5 separate regions of the Mus musculus genome follow, and regions 2, 3, 4 and 5 are each linked to region 1. Evidence: chromatin contacts called from public HiCAR-type, HiChIP or PLAC-seq and promoter capture Hi-C data. All regions are on one chromosome and are shown on one strand. The core of a region is the stretch at or near the end of the contact, and the rest is flanking DNA. Distances in the headings are between cores, read along the strand shown. Region 1 holds the start of Recql (RecQ protein-like). Region 2 has its middle 13 kb from the start of Gm30215. Region 3 overlaps Gm30215 (a long non-coding RNA gene). Region 4 holds the start of Plekha5 (pleckstrin homology domain containing, family A member 5). Region 5 overlaps Gm30215 (a long non-coding RNA gene).

The links. HiCAR-type assays count read pairs that join an accessible place to other places. HiChIP or PLAC-seq counts read pairs in DNA pulled down with a chosen protein or histone mark. Capture Hi-C pulls out chosen DNA fragments and counts their contacts.
Region 2: a HiCAR-type map of astrocytes shows a contact between it and region 1, with 5 times the contacts expected there. The contact joins the enhancer-like site here to the promoter of Recql in region 1. A contact is called at or near these places in 1 of 39 promoter capture datasets (embryonic stem cells), 1 of 484 Hi-C or Micro-C datasets (muscle stem cells), 7 of 115 datasets of contacts at active chromatin or transcription factors (astrocytes, embryonic midbrain, embryonic stem cells and 4 more) and 1 of 9 other capture datasets (embryonic stem cells).
Region 3: a contact with region 1 is called in an H3K27ac HiChIP or PLAC-seq map of thymic regulatory T cells, with 9 times the contacts expected there. The contact joins the enhancer-like site here to the promoter of Recql in region 1. A contact is called at or near these places in 2 of 39 promoter capture datasets (embryonic stem cells and hippocampal neurons), 3 of 484 Hi-C or Micro-C datasets (B cells, CD4 T cells and CD8 T cells), 5 of 115 datasets of contacts at active chromatin or transcription factors (astrocytes, embryonic midbrain, large pre-B cells and 2 more) and 2 of 9 other capture datasets (adipose tissue and liver).
Region 4: a contact with region 1 is called in a promoter capture Hi-C map of liver, with 3 times the contacts expected there. The contact joins the promoter of Plekha5 here to the promoter of Recql in region 1. A contact is called at or near these places in 4 of 39 promoter capture datasets (the 3T3-L1 cell line, the C10 cell line and pre-B cells), 1 of 115 datasets of contacts at active chromatin or transcription factors (astrocytes) and 1 of 9 other capture datasets (liver).
Region 5: a contact with region 1 is called in an H3K27ac HiChIP or PLAC-seq map of extraembryonic endoderm stem cells, with 6 times the contacts expected there. The contact joins the enhancer-like site here to the promoter of Recql in region 1. A contact is called at or near these places in 3 of 115 datasets of contacts at active chromatin or transcription factors (embryonic limb bud, extraembryonic endoderm stem cells and stem cell-derived neural progenitor cells) and 1 of 9 other capture datasets (embryonic stem cells).

What each region holds. Positions count from the first base shown.
Region 1 is chr6:142,385,718-142,388,417 of GRCm38.p6, forward strand. Recql (RecQ protein-like) reads right to left here and starts at 1,370. Exons shown (of 15, transcript NM_023042.3): 1 at 1,305-1,370. It overlaps Golt1b (golgi transport 1B), which reads left to right and starts at 1,526. Exons shown (of 5, transcript NM_025872.4): 1 at 1,526-1,652. The coding sequence starts at 1,628.
Region 2 is chr6:140,666,172-140,668,871 of GRCm38.p6, forward strand. It overlaps a transcript of Aebp2 not described here. Among named protein-coding and RNA genes, the nearest start is that of Gm30215, 13 kb to the right of the region's middle. Within about 2 kb of position 1,285, at least 68 of the 459 cell types and tissues checked have an H3K27ac peak or open chromatin away from gene starts, as enhancers often do. A contact at or near this core is called in astrocytes, forebrain, muscle stem cells and 1 more, where this site is marked.
Region 3 is chr6:140,708,287-140,711,148 of GRCm38.p6, forward strand. The region is part of intron 4 of Gm30215 (a long non-coding RNA gene); the gene reads left to right. Among named protein-coding and RNA genes, the nearest start is that of Gm30215, 30 kb to the left of the region's middle. Within about 2 kb of position 1,600, at least 44 of the 459 cell types and tissues checked have an H3K27ac peak or open chromatin away from gene starts, as enhancers often do. A contact at or near this core is called in CD8 T cells, memory CD8 T cells and thymic regulatory T cells, where this site is marked.
Region 4 is chr6:140,422,549-140,425,415 of GRCm38.p6, forward strand. It overlaps Plekha5 (pleckstrin homology domain containing, family A member 5), which reads left to right and starts at 1,551. Exons shown (of 31, transcript NM_144920.3): 1 at 1,551-1,708; 2 at 1,829-1,908. The coding sequence starts at 1,617.
Region 5 is chr6:140,740,450-140,743,528 of GRCm38.p6, forward strand. All of the region lies in intron 4 of Gm30215 (a long non-coding RNA gene), which reads left to right. Among named protein-coding and RNA genes, the nearest start is that of Gm30215, 62 kb to the left of the region's middle. Within about 2 kb of position 1,757, at least 1 of the 459 cell types and tissues checked has an H3K27ac peak or open chromatin away from gene starts, as enhancers often do. A contact at or near this core is called in extraembryonic endoderm stem cells, where this site is marked.

The DNA of each region.
Region 1 (2,700 bases), core at 120-2,619:
AGCCTCCTCTCTTCTGCGGGAGCTTACTCCATTTCTCTATAAAATTTGCTCACTTGCAGAGGGGGGGTGAGGTACACACTAGTACTCTTTTGGCTTAAAAGAATCTGGGACAGTTACAAGTGGAAGGAAACATGACTTATATTAAAATTTAAAGATTAAAACTTGGCCTGAACATTTAACTCCCCAAACTGTTATGTTTGCTCAATGACAATCTGTTACCATTACATAAAAACAAAATTAGAAAGCATGTTATATTTTGCTTAATTTTGTATTTTTAGTAATTATTTGGGTAGACGTGTAACCTGCCCAAAATTCCCTTGGAAGAACTTAGGTTTTCTGCCTATTTAAGTTTCAACAGTTTGCTAATTTTAAAGTCATTCGTACTCAGAACACAGGCTTTTTTTTGGGGTGGTGTTTTAGTTTTCTGTGTTAGGGGCCAAGGACCTCATTGTGTTCATGAACTGTTGTGAACAACTTTTTTGCTCAATCAATGACAATCTGTCACCATTACATAAAAGCAAAAAACAAACGTTTGAAAGTGTGTTATATATTGCTTAATTTTATATTTGCTAAACCTAAGAGTGCTCTCCAAAGACAGATTCTGCACCCGCCTATTCTCACTTGAACTGTTTCCTTTATCGAATTTGTACCCTTCCTGTGCATGGCTGTTAAGACAGATAAGCCCTGATTAAAGAGTAAGGACAAAACTAACGGACATTTAAGGATGGGTTTAAATCAAGACTCCTCCTTCCTCACGTATGAGAACATCTCCTTATCACTTCCTAGACTGATACTATTCTGCCCATGGACTCTAAGGTCCTGTATCATGGCAGAGCCTGAATCTCTTCACTTTTGTAAACAGCCTAGAAAAAAAAAAATGCCTTTTCCGGAACCTAAAAACAGGCGCTTTCTCTTCGCTTAGGAGAGATTCGGTCTAAGTTCATTTCCTGCCACTACTTCAAATATATATATATTTTTGGACTTTGCTGCCAATAACCTACCCCTTGCCTAAATTAGGCAACTTCACAGCAAAACATAGCGTAGCACGAAATATATCCAAGAACTAAGTTACAAAGAGGTCTGTCAGTCAAAAAACGTGAACCAGGTCCACTGTCATCAGTGCGGAAGGAAAACGCACGCTAACCCTGAGCGCATCCCTCCACCCCGCCGGCTCCACAGACGAGGCAGAAGCGCAAGCTGCGGCGACCAGGGCTCCTGAAAGCGATGGCAGAGACGACGCCCAGCTCCTATCCGCCCAGCAGACAGCCGCGGACCCACGCGCCGGAACCGGCACCACCACGAACCTGTCAGCCGCTCCGCGCGTAAAAACCTTCCCGCCGCCCGGCATGCAGCGCCCACCCTTCCGGATCAGCCCCCTCCACCAATCACAAGCCATTGCCTTCTCTGATTGGCTGCGTGGTGCGGCGTCCGGGTGCACATCCGAACAAGAGCGCGTGCTATTGGTCTCGCTGCAGCCAATGGAGCGCGGCCTTGCGGCCCGGCGGCGGCGGCTGCGTGTTTCCGGAAGACGTGGCGGCTCGGGCCCGGGCGGCGTCGCCGAGGCTCTTCTCCGGACCAGGCTTCGCAGCGTGGGCCCCGAAGCACCGCGGTCCTCGCCGCCGCCACCATGATCTCCCTCACGGATACGCAGAGTAAGCGCTGCCGGGCCCCAGCGTTGGCCGGTGCTCCCGCCTCAGCCTCTGCTCCGCCCCGCAATGAATGGAGCGAGCGCGCGTGGGGCGGCGGCCCGCGGGAGGGAGGGGGCCGTGACGGGAGGACCGCCGACCTGCCTCGGCCCAAGTGCCGCCGCCGCCTTCGCCCCGGTGGCACCCGTGCTCTGTCCCACGGAACAGCCGTCGGACCAAGTTTCCGGGGTGGCGGGAATGGGACTGTCCGCCCGCGCGGAGCGCCTGCAAGGCTGGGGTGGGCTGGGGGCGTAGAGAGCCGTGATCAGACTCCACTGTTACCTACCTACCCAAAATTCCCTTAACAAGGACTTCGGTTTTCCGCTCGTTTAAGTTTCAACCAAGTTTACTAATGTTAAAAAGTCACTTTGTGCTCTGAGCATTGACTTCGATGGTTTAGATTTCTGGGTTAGGAGCCAGGATCACACTGTAGGTTAACGAGGCTGGCCTTGCGCTCATTGTGTCAGTGCTAGCCTTCCCACTTGTAATCCTGCCCCGGTCTCTAAAGTTATGAGATTACAAGCATGAAGGACTCTGCCTGTCTGTACTGGGAAAGGATTTCTTTATTAGTGTTGTATTCTGTACTTCGTGGCGTGTTCTATTTTAGCATCCTGTTTCTGCCTATCTCATCATTCTGACCAGCTTTGCAGTCTTCAGTCTTGCCTTTTTTTTTTTTTTTGTAGCCCCAGAGATTAGAGCATCTCAGCCAAATGTTTCTGCAGACTAGCAGAGCGTTATCCCTATCTCCATCGTTTTCTCTGTGACTTCATTTTTCTATGTTTTCTTATCAATCTTAATTATTTTTCTATTTATAAATTCTACCCAAGCTGGTTACTTTTTAAAGATATCTTTATGGGTATGACCTCTTTTTGCCTCACTTTTGCTCATTACCATGAACTTTGTTTCTTCAAACTATATTCACCTTAGCTTTTCAAGATTCTAACATCCCACTGAAGTGAAACAAAAACCTTCCTTGAAGTTATTCTCAAGTGGAGTTTGAAGATTTAGATTCAAG
Region 2 (2,700 bases), core at 35-2,534, 1.7 Mb before region 1:
TTCAGATACCATTCACCCTGAGGCAAGCAGTGTTTCCCACCCTTGCAAAGATCCATTCCTTCTTGTTAATTGATTGGCATAGCACATTTCCACACAGGTGAATCCATCTGTGGTCGCTCCTCATGCAGCCTAAGAGCCCTCAGGTTTTCCGCGAACAGTGTGGGCATGAATGTTAAAGGCAAAGAAAGAGCTCTGGGCCATACCCACACTCACAGCCTGATGCTGGGAGGCCAGAGCTGGAGCCAGCCTCTCCGGTGAGCCTGTTTTCCGAGTCTGGCGAACTGAACACATGAGAATTCGTAAATGTGAATCAAGGGTGCCGAAGAGGATGGGAAAGCAAGATAGGATGGGAACGGAGTAGCAAGAGCATGTTAGGGGACTTGCATGGACGTCTGGGGTATTCCAAGAATGCTGTGGGCTAACGGGATTGTGGGAACTCCACTGGGAAGCTGCTGACTATTTCTGTGGGAAAGTGTGTTCCTGACTTTCAACTCTGGATGTCTGGGACGTGTCTCCACTGTCACCATTCCCGAGGGATTCACAGGAATTCTGCTCTTTGATGTCAAAGATGGGGGCTGCAGTCAGGCTCCGTACAGTAAGAACACATGGTGGATGTGAGCGTTGGTTGAGTTTTATCCCCGCGGAGAAGGGAAGTTTTCTAGCAATAAGAGTGGCATCTCTAGTGCCAGAATCCTAGTTATATGTATCCTATGGAAAGACAAGAAGCTTGGAAGCTGTTGGAATGGAGCCCAGAGCTCAGGACCGGGGGAAACAGCCAGAGTTCTGTTGCCTGTATGCGAGGCTTGGTTTCTTCCCGTACTGGCTAGGAATCTGTACGGCTGACAGTATCCCGACAGTATCTCCACTCCTGGACTATCTTCAAAGCCTATCCGGCAACAAGTGTGACATTGATGCAGTGTCTCATTTCCCTTTTCACTCTGGAGACAAGGGAAATTGGCTCTGTGCCTGGGCAGACCCTGAGAAGCTTTGCAAGCGGGCAAATCTCAGTGTGACCAGCACCTGGCAGGCTCTGCCTTTGCTTCCAGAGAGTGTTATTTCTCGGTGGTTTAATTGGTTAGAACCAGAAACCAAATATCTTACCTATCATTCATAGATTTAGTTTACAAAAACAAAAACAAACAAACAAAAAAACCCAATAAGACAAAAAACCAAACCAAACCAAACAAAACCTCCTGAAAAATAGCAACAGTGACTAAGCTTTTCCCAATACCACTGCCTGTATACAGTGACTTACATGCACTGAGAGCTGCATGTGATGTGTTTCATAAGTGTGTCTGGTGATATCACAGTGATGAAGTTGCCTGATGATGCGTTTCTCAGCACGCACCACCATGATCGAGTGACTCAATGCTGTATGAATTCACATGCACACAGAAATGGAAGGGTTAGGCGTTACAGAAAGAAGCTGAGTGGCTAGCCCCTCCCCTATTCTGTCTTTAGAAATGTAATTTGCTAGGGGCTGGGCTCAAAGGTAGAGCACTGGCTAGAACAGTACTGAGGCTGACTCTATCTTTGAATGGCGCTGTATACACGCCCGCATGCTTAGACAGCCTTCCTAGCTGAGGTGCTCTGTTCTCAGCACCTGTCTCATGGCCTGCACTGTGCATTTTACATTCAGGGGTGTGAGCACATGGGAGCCATCTGTGGGAACCATGTCAGAGGACTTCTACAGAAACTGAAGGTAGACCAGAGGCCTTTCCAATCGTGAGCTATACCATGGACTCGGGCACTTACCAGTAACAGAAAAGGACATTTGGGGGCTGGAGAGATGGCTCAGCAGTTGGAAGCACTGACTGCTCTTCCAGAGGACTCAGGTTCAATTCCTAACACCCACATGGCAGCTCACAGCTGTCTGTAACTCCTTCACACAGATTTACATGCTGGGAAAGCATGAATGCACATACAACAAGTTATGTTTTTTTAAAGGAAGTTATGACATTAAATGGAGGGGTAAATTCGTTCCATCTTGGGAAGTATGGACCATGATTTTGTTTCAAAGGACATGTTGGCCTCTAGTCAGGGTTGAGACTGCTGCTCAGCACCAGGTGGGTTTTTTCGGGTTTGTTTTGTTTTTTAATGGACTAGAATAGGTAAGATCTCACTGTTCTGGCTCTTCTGACTGGAGGAGGAGAATATGGACTGTAACTGTGTAGCTGCTTCAGGCCTTTAGTTGAAGACCAGCTTTGGGTTATATGAGCCACTGTCCCAAGGGGAGGGAATGAAAAAGATTTACAGAACTAAGGCTGTTGGCCATGATTGTTTAGGACTGAATTTTGGTGAGGAATGATCAAGATGACTTTGTACCCCCTCCTCCATCCCTCCTTTCCACCCCCTCCCTCTCTCTTCAAACACATAGACCACACTAGCTTTAACCTCACGGAGACCCACCCACCTGCCTTTGTCTCCCCAGAGCTGGGATTAAAGGTTAACTGGCCTAATTTTACCCCTTTGCTCTAAGAATTAATAATGGGCTGAGGTGGTAAACCCACCATTTGGGAGGCAGAGGCAGAAGCAGGTGGGTCTCTGAATTCAAGGCCAGCTTAGGCTATTAAGATTCTCACTCAAACATAAAAATAAATAAATAAGTAAATAAATAAATGAATGGATCACGAGAGCATCATACAGGAGGGTAAACTCAGCATACCCCCTGCCAGCAGGATGTAGCAGCAATGCTACAGT
Region 3 (2,862 bases), core at 350-2,849, 1.7 Mb before region 1:
TTGGTTTTGAAAGTGCACATCAGAAACAGGGACCTTAACCGCAAAAACATGCACAGGAAACGTCTCTGAAATTGCAGCTTGAAACATCATTACCCTGAAAACGCCGTTTGGGGTGACGGCTTTTAACTTCGCAAGTTTTCTTTGTAACTTAATGATTAATTTCTGCTGTTACCTTATTCTCAACAGCTCTGGCCTAGATCGTTTTGAATTTTGTGGTTAATGAGAATTTTTTTCTTTCACTTGATATATATATGTGTGTGTGTGTGTGTGTGTGTGTGTAGTTGAATTTTAGGCAATGGCTTGAAAAATGACACATATTATCCAGTTTTGGTAAATATAATTCTGGGGGAAACTATATCTGCATGTCCAAAGTTCCTCTGGGTTTCTAGGACACACTATATTGCTTTACATGTTTGTCTAGTTTAAATCTCCTTTCCCCTTCTCCTTCCTCCCTCCTCCCTCCTCCCCCTCGCTCCTCTCTCCCCCTTTCTCCCCCTCTTCTTTATCGTCCTCTTTCCCATCCCTTCTTATTGACAGAGGTTATGCTCTGTTACCCAGCCTGGTCTCAAATTTTTGAGTTCAAGGCTGTGAGAGTGCAAGCAAGTCTGTGTCCTGAGGGAAGCCAGGGCGGTGGCTAACAAAACAACAGCAGCAACAACAACAGCAACAACAACAACAGCAGCAGCAACAACAACACCACAAAACTGCTTAAAAAACAGCAACTCAAGCTAGGCAGAGTGAAACATGGCTATAGACCTAGTGCTGAGGAGGCAGAGGCAGGAGGATCATAAGAGTTTGAGGCAGCCTGGATGACGTGGTGGTAAGTCCAGCTCAGGCCAGCCTGAGCTAGAGTGAGACTGTTTTAAAACAAACAAACAATCAAAAAACCCCCAAAAGTAAGAAACACAAGCAAACCCCAGACAACAATGTACTCCAAGTGCATGTTGGATTGCATGTGTTGACAACATATTTTCCTTCCTGCAGGGACATGCACTACAGATACCCTGCTCAGATCTCTTGGTCAGTAGAAAACTGTACTTCCTAAGAAAGGACATTAAGCCATCTCCATGAGACAAAGGAAGGTTCCCTGCGGTCTGTGATTCCTTCAGCCCATCAGGAATCCTTTGGGGTGGGAGGTGTGTAACCACAGGCGGAGGGCCGCCTTCTAAGGAGGAAAAGCTATGGGTGTTTCTGCTGACCTAAGGCAGCTGGTACCCGGCCTTGGCTAAGTGGTCTCAAGGAATGGGGCTTGCTTCCTTATTAAATTAAGAGCTCAGTTGTCAGGGCTCTGCACAGAGCATGGGGGAGGGGGTCCCCAGGCTTCTCCCTCTGCCCTGGCCGTCACTAATGCAGCAGAGTGGGTCCGAGAGAACTCCAAGGAAGGGCATTCAGGGCTTTGCAGTATGAGACTGTGGAGGTGGTGGGGACAGGGGTTCTCTCCAGGAATCCTCTTCTATGGACCTCAGCATTGTATGGGGCCTGGGATACTTCCTGCGTCAACACTGAAAAGGCCTGTAAGTTAAGGGCTGGAAAGGTAACTCAGTGATGAAGGACACCTACTGTTCTTACAGAGGAACCAAGCTGTGTGGCTCACAGCCACCTGTAATTCTGGCTCTCTGGGGACCACTGCCCTCTTCTGGACCCTGCTAGCACTTACTCCACCTCCAACAGACATGATTAAAAAGAAATTTTTTTTGTATGGGTTTTTTTTTTTTTTTGAGGCAGGGTTTCTCTGTGTTGCCCTGGCTGTCCTGGAACTCACTCTGTAGACCAGCAGGCTGGCCTTGAACTCAGAAATCCACCTGCCTCTGCCTCCAAGTGCTGGGATTAAAGGCATGCGCCATCACGCCAAGCTGAAAATAAATATTTTAAAAAGAGAGAATATGTTCAAGTTTGGGCAACTTTTAGCATACTATCAATTAGTTCATTTTCCCTTTTAATCGAATGCCTTTTGGACATATATTGTCTATTGTGACACAAACACAGGGACAGGCTACCGTACTGTTAGGGCTGCCTAACAGTGAGCTTGGCACACGATTTTGAGGGGTTTCTTTAAAGCAAAGGACATATTGAAATCACCTTAACATCCCTAGGGCCTACTTTACTGACTCTACTTTACCAGAGAGGTCCTAGTTTTCTGGTCCCATAGCCCCCCTCCTACTGTTTGAAGCTCAGGGTTTCCTTCAGACTTGTAAGGTCTGAGTGACTCATGGGTACGCCAAGGACCCAGCCAGGGGCGCACTCTGCATTCAAAACCCAAGGCTCTCAAATGAACCCAGTTTTGTTTAAGCCTGACCAAATAGGTATTGAAAATCGTAGTGGAAGGACGCCTGAGGTTATCAGCCCATTTCCCACCTTATTGAGTTCCTGTCACAGTTGCCTGAAGAATGTCCAATGACTTAATTTAATTCATTTGCTTTCTGAGAACTAGACAGGAAAGAAAATTCCCACCAAAATAAGAACTTCAAACTAAATAGATGTAAGGATTCAAAGGTAGAGCGAGAAATCTGAAATAATCGTGCTGAGACATTGATTTGATGTTATAGAAAGGATCAAATGTTCTGATAAACTCCCTTGTAATTACAAATAATTAAAAAAAAATAGGCTGAAGAAAATTGTGATTTCCAGCTGGGTGGTGGTGGCTCACACCTTTAATCCCAGCACTTGGGAGGCAGAGGCAGGTGGATCTCTGAGTTCAAGGCCAGCCTGGTCTACAAAGTGAGTTCCAGGACAGCCAGGACTATACAGAGAAACCCTGTCTTGGAAAAAAAAAAATCCAACCCCCCCAAACAAACAAACAAACAAACAAAACACAAAAAAGAAAGAAAGAAAAAAAAAGAAAGAAAGAAAGAAAGGAGGGAG
Region 4 (2,867 bases), core at 301-2,800, 2.0 Mb before region 1:
TGTGCTGTGCCAGTGACCACTGATGCTAATGTGGGACATTTCCTGCCAGCTATTCATTGATTAAAAAAAAAAAAAAGTCATATTTTCCAGAGACTGGGTAGGAGATAAGATGTCAAAAAGTAATAAGGACTGAAATGAGGGAGCAGAATACAAACGAACCCAAAAGAGAAAACATTACAGCGATGGTATTTTTTTTTCCTCCTGTATATGCAGATGGACAGGAAAATTATAGCAGTAATTGCAGTCTCCGTTTCACCAGAGACGTATGGCCTTGGGGAATCAGGAGATAGGAGGAAAAGCCAATGAAAATGCACGCTCATCAGGAGCTTTGGCCAAGGGCATTCACCCTCCCTGTGCCTTGGTTTCCTTAAAGGTTGAAAAGCATCATTTACTTATTTCAGTTACTTGGGAAGATGAATGAGAGAATGCCTCAGAAGCATCCAAACTGGTCAGGGAAAAAAAAAAAAAAGGTGCTTCGAGAATGCCAAGTTGTACTGTTATTATTGAACTGTGTTTCCTCTGGGATGAGTCATTTGCTGCAAAGCCATGGAGACAATTCCAAGAGTGATGATGAAGGACCAGGGGCAGTAAGGAGCAAGCATAGCGCTCTTTACTGGTGCAAGGGAGGTCTTACTAGCAGTGAACCCTTCCTTTGTTCAAAGGACAAGGGGGCCGGGGGTGCCAAGGCATTAAAAATACTATACAGCAACGTATTCATTCGAGTAGACTCTTGGAAATCTATAGGCGATTTGAATTCAGACTTTGCCATTTTTCACCATAACCCTGGGCACAATCACCTTTGTTCCTTTACGTTTCTTTGCCCCTCTCAGTGAAACGGAGACAATCATAGTTCGAAGGGATTTAAATGTCCACCACCCCAAGGACTCCGTAAAGTTAAGTTGCCCTTGTAATAAATGAGAGAGATTGGGAGCCTAGAAATTCACGTTGATAATCAAGTGCATCTTTTTTAAGAAAGGAAAAGGCAAGTTTTTATTTTCTAAACTATTATATGGCTCAGAAGCTTAGAAAGGAAAAAAAAAAAACCACCAGTAACAAAAAGACCTTAAGTCTGAATCAGTCCCATTTCAGTGGTCCGAGCTCACTCGCGGACCCTCCTTTATTTGGCACGCCACACACCAGAAAAGCCTTTCCCAAAAGCAGTTTTCCATTTCAACGCCCGGCGTCTCCCAGAGAAGCCCCGGGCTAGGCAGGCAGTAGCTGATTCAAAACCTCACAGGTTCGGAGCCCAGCCCTCCGGGCGGGCGCCGGCGGGACCCGACCCCGGAACCTTCGCGCGGCGCGGGCGGGGCACGGGGGAGGGCTTTGGCGGGGGCGCGGCGCCGCTTCGCCCAGCCTCCGAGCGAGCGAGCGAGCGAGCGCAGCGCGGGCCGGCGGCCGGCCGCGGAGGATGCCGAGGGGCGGCGACGCAGGCCGGACTCAGCCGGGGCGGCGGGGAGGGCGCCGCCCGAGGGGGTAGGGCGGCCGCGGGGGCGCGCTCGGGCCGGGCCGCGCGCCCTGCGCTCCTTTCGCTCGCTCGCTCGCTCGCTCGCTCGCGCCCTCCTTCCTCAGCGGCGGCGGCAGCACAAGGCGGCGGCGGCGGCGGCCGGGGAGCAGACATGGCGGCCGACCTGAACCTGGAGTGGATCTGCTCGCTGCCGCGCTCCTGGACGTACGGGATCACTAGGGGCGGCCGCGTCTTCTTCATCAAGTGAGCGGGCGGGGGAGGCGCCGCCGGGCGGCTGGGGGGAGCGGTGGGAGCGAGCGGGCCGGGGGCCCCCGTGGGTCGCCCCTCGCGCCGCTCAGCGCCTGTCCCTTCTCTTCCCTGCAGCGAGGAGGCCAAGAGCACCACCTGGCTACACCCGGTCACCGGCGAGGCCGTGGTCACCGGGCACCGGCGGCAGAGCACAGGTAGGGCCGGCCGGGGCTGCGGCTCCGGGCCACCTGGCGGGGTTGGAGGGGCTCCGGGCTCCGCGCGACTGAGTCCCGGGGCGCCTATTCTTCTCCGCCTTTTCATCAGCGCTTGGAGACGGCGCCCTCTTCCTGGCGCCCTGGTCCCCATCCTTTCCCGGACGCCCCCCGAGGATGGGCGACGCCCCTCTACCCCGGATCGCCCCCGTCTCCGCCTCCAGCACCCTTTAGGAAGTCCTCACCCGCTCCCCTTTGCTCCCCGCATCCCAGCACCCCTGCGGTGAGACGGTCCCGCATCCTCGCCCTGCTCCCCAGAGAACTGCTTTCTGCCAAGCAGCTTCCTCCTCCACCACCTCCTACTTCTCCTAAGTGGGACTGTGGGTAGGTGACTGATGGAAGAGTTAGGGGTGCTGCGGTGCCCCCCCACCATGTGATCCAAACACCGGTGAGTCCCCTCCTGCTACCCGAGTAGCCGCTGGAGTTAGGACGCTGGAGCGGGCGCCGCAGCCAGTGATCCCGGCTCAAAAGTCCCCGGTAGCCGCAGCCAAGCTCCACGTACCACCAGCAGGCGGTGGGCGAGCCAGGGCGGTCCCGCGTGGGGGGCCTTCGGGCCCCAGTTCCACGAGGAAATGCATCTCGGGTTGCTTTGATAGCTTTCTTGAATGTTTAGCATGAGTTGAGCTGGAGGAGGGCTTGTGGTGGTTTCAGTGCTGGTCTGGCTTTCTTTTGTCATTCTTTGTTTACATTCACCCAACTTGTTTGCCTGAAACGTAACGTGAGTTCTCATACTGGCCCGCCTCTATTCCGGGTGACTGCAAAGGCTTGAGAACAGTTGGGTCGAAGGTGAGGCCCAGTTCTGTCTCTCCCTCTGGGTACTTTTCTCGCCAGCTCCGAGGTTCTGAGGATCTCCTATTAAAGTTGCCAGAAGGGTGAACAAACCTGCCTTTTCTGCTAAACGC
Region 5 (3,079 bases), core at 507-3,006, 1.6 Mb before region 1:
CTTCAGGTGGCCTTCATCACATAGGTGTACCTATGTTATGAGGCATGCATTTCTGTCACAGTCCCAGAACTGTAGGATCATATATTCATCCGCTTACATAACCATATCATCTGGATGTCTATGAACATCTCAGTGTACTCTAAAGTGAAACGATAACACCTCGAATCAAGTCTTACTCCACCCATCTTGTTCCATTTGATTGATGTCGATGTCATTTATGATGGTGAATACTGACCGTCAGCTTGGCAGGATCTAGAACTCTTTAGGAGTCAAACCTCCCGGTGTGTCTGTGAGGGAAGCTTCTAGATTGCATTAAATTAGGTGGGCAGACCTTCTCTCACTGTGAGAGCCACCAGTCTATGAGCTGGTGTCCCAGACTGGATCAAAAGCATTGATCGAAGCATCAGCATCCATTTCTCTGCTTCCTCACATGCAGTACCTGTGACCGGTTGCCTATGATTTGGTTGCTCTGTCTTCTGGGTCGATCCTAACAGACTATACTCCCTGAGTTTGAGATAGTTGTAGATAGAATCCAGATGGTAGTTAATTGAGACAAACAGAATTGGCCCTGTCAACAATCAGTCAAAGAGGTGCCGTCTGAACGACTGGCTATTGACATAATCTGGTAGAGGGGATATTATTGCCTGTAGTTGTGTACCCTCTGCTAAGCCCGCCAGGCTCCCAGGGCAGGGCTCCAATTCCAGGGTCACACTGGTGGCCTTGGTTAATGTCAGTGTCCCAAAACAAAACAAACAGATATAAATGTGCAAGACAGGTTTGCAGAGAGGGTGGGCAGGGATGGGAGGAAGTTGAGGGGCCAATATGCAAAATTATAAAACTAAAAAATGCTGGGACCCCACATGAAGTAAATACAGTGGTTGTTCTGAAAAGGTCAGCTCAGGAACTTTGGGAAGGTCATGAAACACTTACCTCTCCAGAAGGGAGAGGTTAATTAACATTCCTCAAACCACAGGACTGTTGCCCATGTTTAGACATGGGAAGTCCTTGTCACCTCATTCCCTAAAGGCCAATCAGTTTAAAGGGTGTACTGTTCCACCAATCATATTGTGCCTAGTTGCTGATGCTCTATTCTGCCCCTGGAAACCAAATAAAAACTCAGGTGAATGGGTACCAGGAGTCGCTCCCTCTCCTTTGGGTCTGGGACGACCCCAGTACACTGGAACAATAAATTCCTCCTACTTTTTCATTGATCCTGGCTCCATGTGGTTTACTTGGGGGTCCCCGGTAAGCTAGGGCTCCCGGAGTCTTACAGTTCTAGGTCACTGTTAGGTAGTGAAGAAGAGGGAACTAACACACTTGTCAAGAACCAGTGAGACTTCAAGGGTTGAGGTTCTATTTTTTTCTTCCTCTCCTCCATCTTGCTCCTCCTCCTTATTCATTAAAAGGAAAGACTCTTAGTATAGAGGGGGTTAAGTCTTTGATGGAGTAATATTTAAGATGTTAATAAAGAAAAAAAAGGAAACCAAGGGGAGAGGGAGAGGGAGAGGGAGAGGGAGAGGGAGAGAGAGAGGGAGAGAGAGAGAGAGAGAGAGAGAGAGAGAGAGAGAGAGAGAGAGAGAGAGAGAGAGAGAGAGAGAGAGAGAGAGAGAGAGAGAGAGAGAGAGAGAGAGAGAGAGAGAATACTGTTTATAAGAAGTCAGGAAGCCATAGGGTGAATGCCAAGGACTGAAGATTAATTCTGCTCTGGAAAGGGGTCCATTGTTTCCAAGAAAGGAAGAGAGGAGGAGGTTAAAGGACATAAAACTCAGCTTCGAATTCTTCTAAGTGAGGTAATCTATTCAGACTAAAGATAGCACCACCATGCCCTGGGAGAACTGAAACAAACATTCTGTAGAATTCTACAAGGCTGTTTGATAATAATTTAATTAGGGATAACTAGGATAATTTAGCAAAAACCAAGAGATGAGCTGGAACAATATTAATTTAGGGAGAAGATATTAAAAGAGCAAGGTTGAAATTTGTCTCCATTTTGGTACAATTAGAAGCTCTGCTGGTCTAGTCTTCCAGATACCAAACTCTGAGGTAGAAATACAAAAGCTTGAAGGTTCTCATGGGAGTGGGCTCAGGATAAACACGCTGGAGGAAGGCAGAGCAGAAAGACCTGATTAGCTGTTAGACAATCTTATCAAACGCCAGGGGAAAGGGTACATGCTTGGCTGATTTGTCCTGCACTGAGGTGAAAGGCCAGGCTGTTAAAATGCTATCTTAATCAGTCATTGATTCAGGTGGCTTCTGGTAGATGGCGAGAGAAACTGACATTGTGTGAGGAGGCTTTCCTCAGCCAGTGTCAATTTCTAGAATGTTCTGATGGGTGGCAGATTGTTAGCTGATAACACTTTAGCAGCGGGAGAGATGAATCTATGGTCTTAAAGGGATGGGGTTCAATGTTTAGCAATCACTTCACTCTTGTGCTACTCAAATATGCCTTAAGCTATCATCTCCAAGAGAAGAGCTTTCAGGGCTGTGCTGAGTTGCCTTCTAGTGAGGTAAGCTGTCCAGGCAAACTGGGTGCCTGTTGTAGAAATCTCTGCTTGGGTGGCAATTACTTCCTCTGTTACCTGTGTTGCCCTCAGCTTCTACCTTTGGCCTAAATGGCTTAAGTTTGGTGTGGGTTTCCAGACCTTAGCATGTCTCTTGTAGTCTGTAGCTCCTGTAGTCATCAGTTTACTTTCTAATTTGGGATAAAGAAGACTCAGAGATGCCTGGCTGGGTCACTTGGGTATAGAATAAAGTGCTTCCTGCCTGCCTGTCTTCCCTTGTCCTGATGATCATTGTTAACTGTTCTACTCTGAATCATGTTCTCTCTCCCTCCCTCCCTCCTCCCTCTTTCCTTCCCTTTCTCCCTCTCTCCCTCTTTCCCTCCCACCATCGAGTTGTGAACATTTATGTATTTGTTTTATTGAGAGCATGCCACAGCGGAGTTTGGAGGTTACAGGAGAACTTCCAGGCATCAGTTCTCTGCTTCTACCATGTGAACTCCGGGAAGTAAACTGTTTGTCAGGCTTGGCAGTATGCACCTTTACCTGCTGCGCCTTGATGCAAATCATACAATATTGCT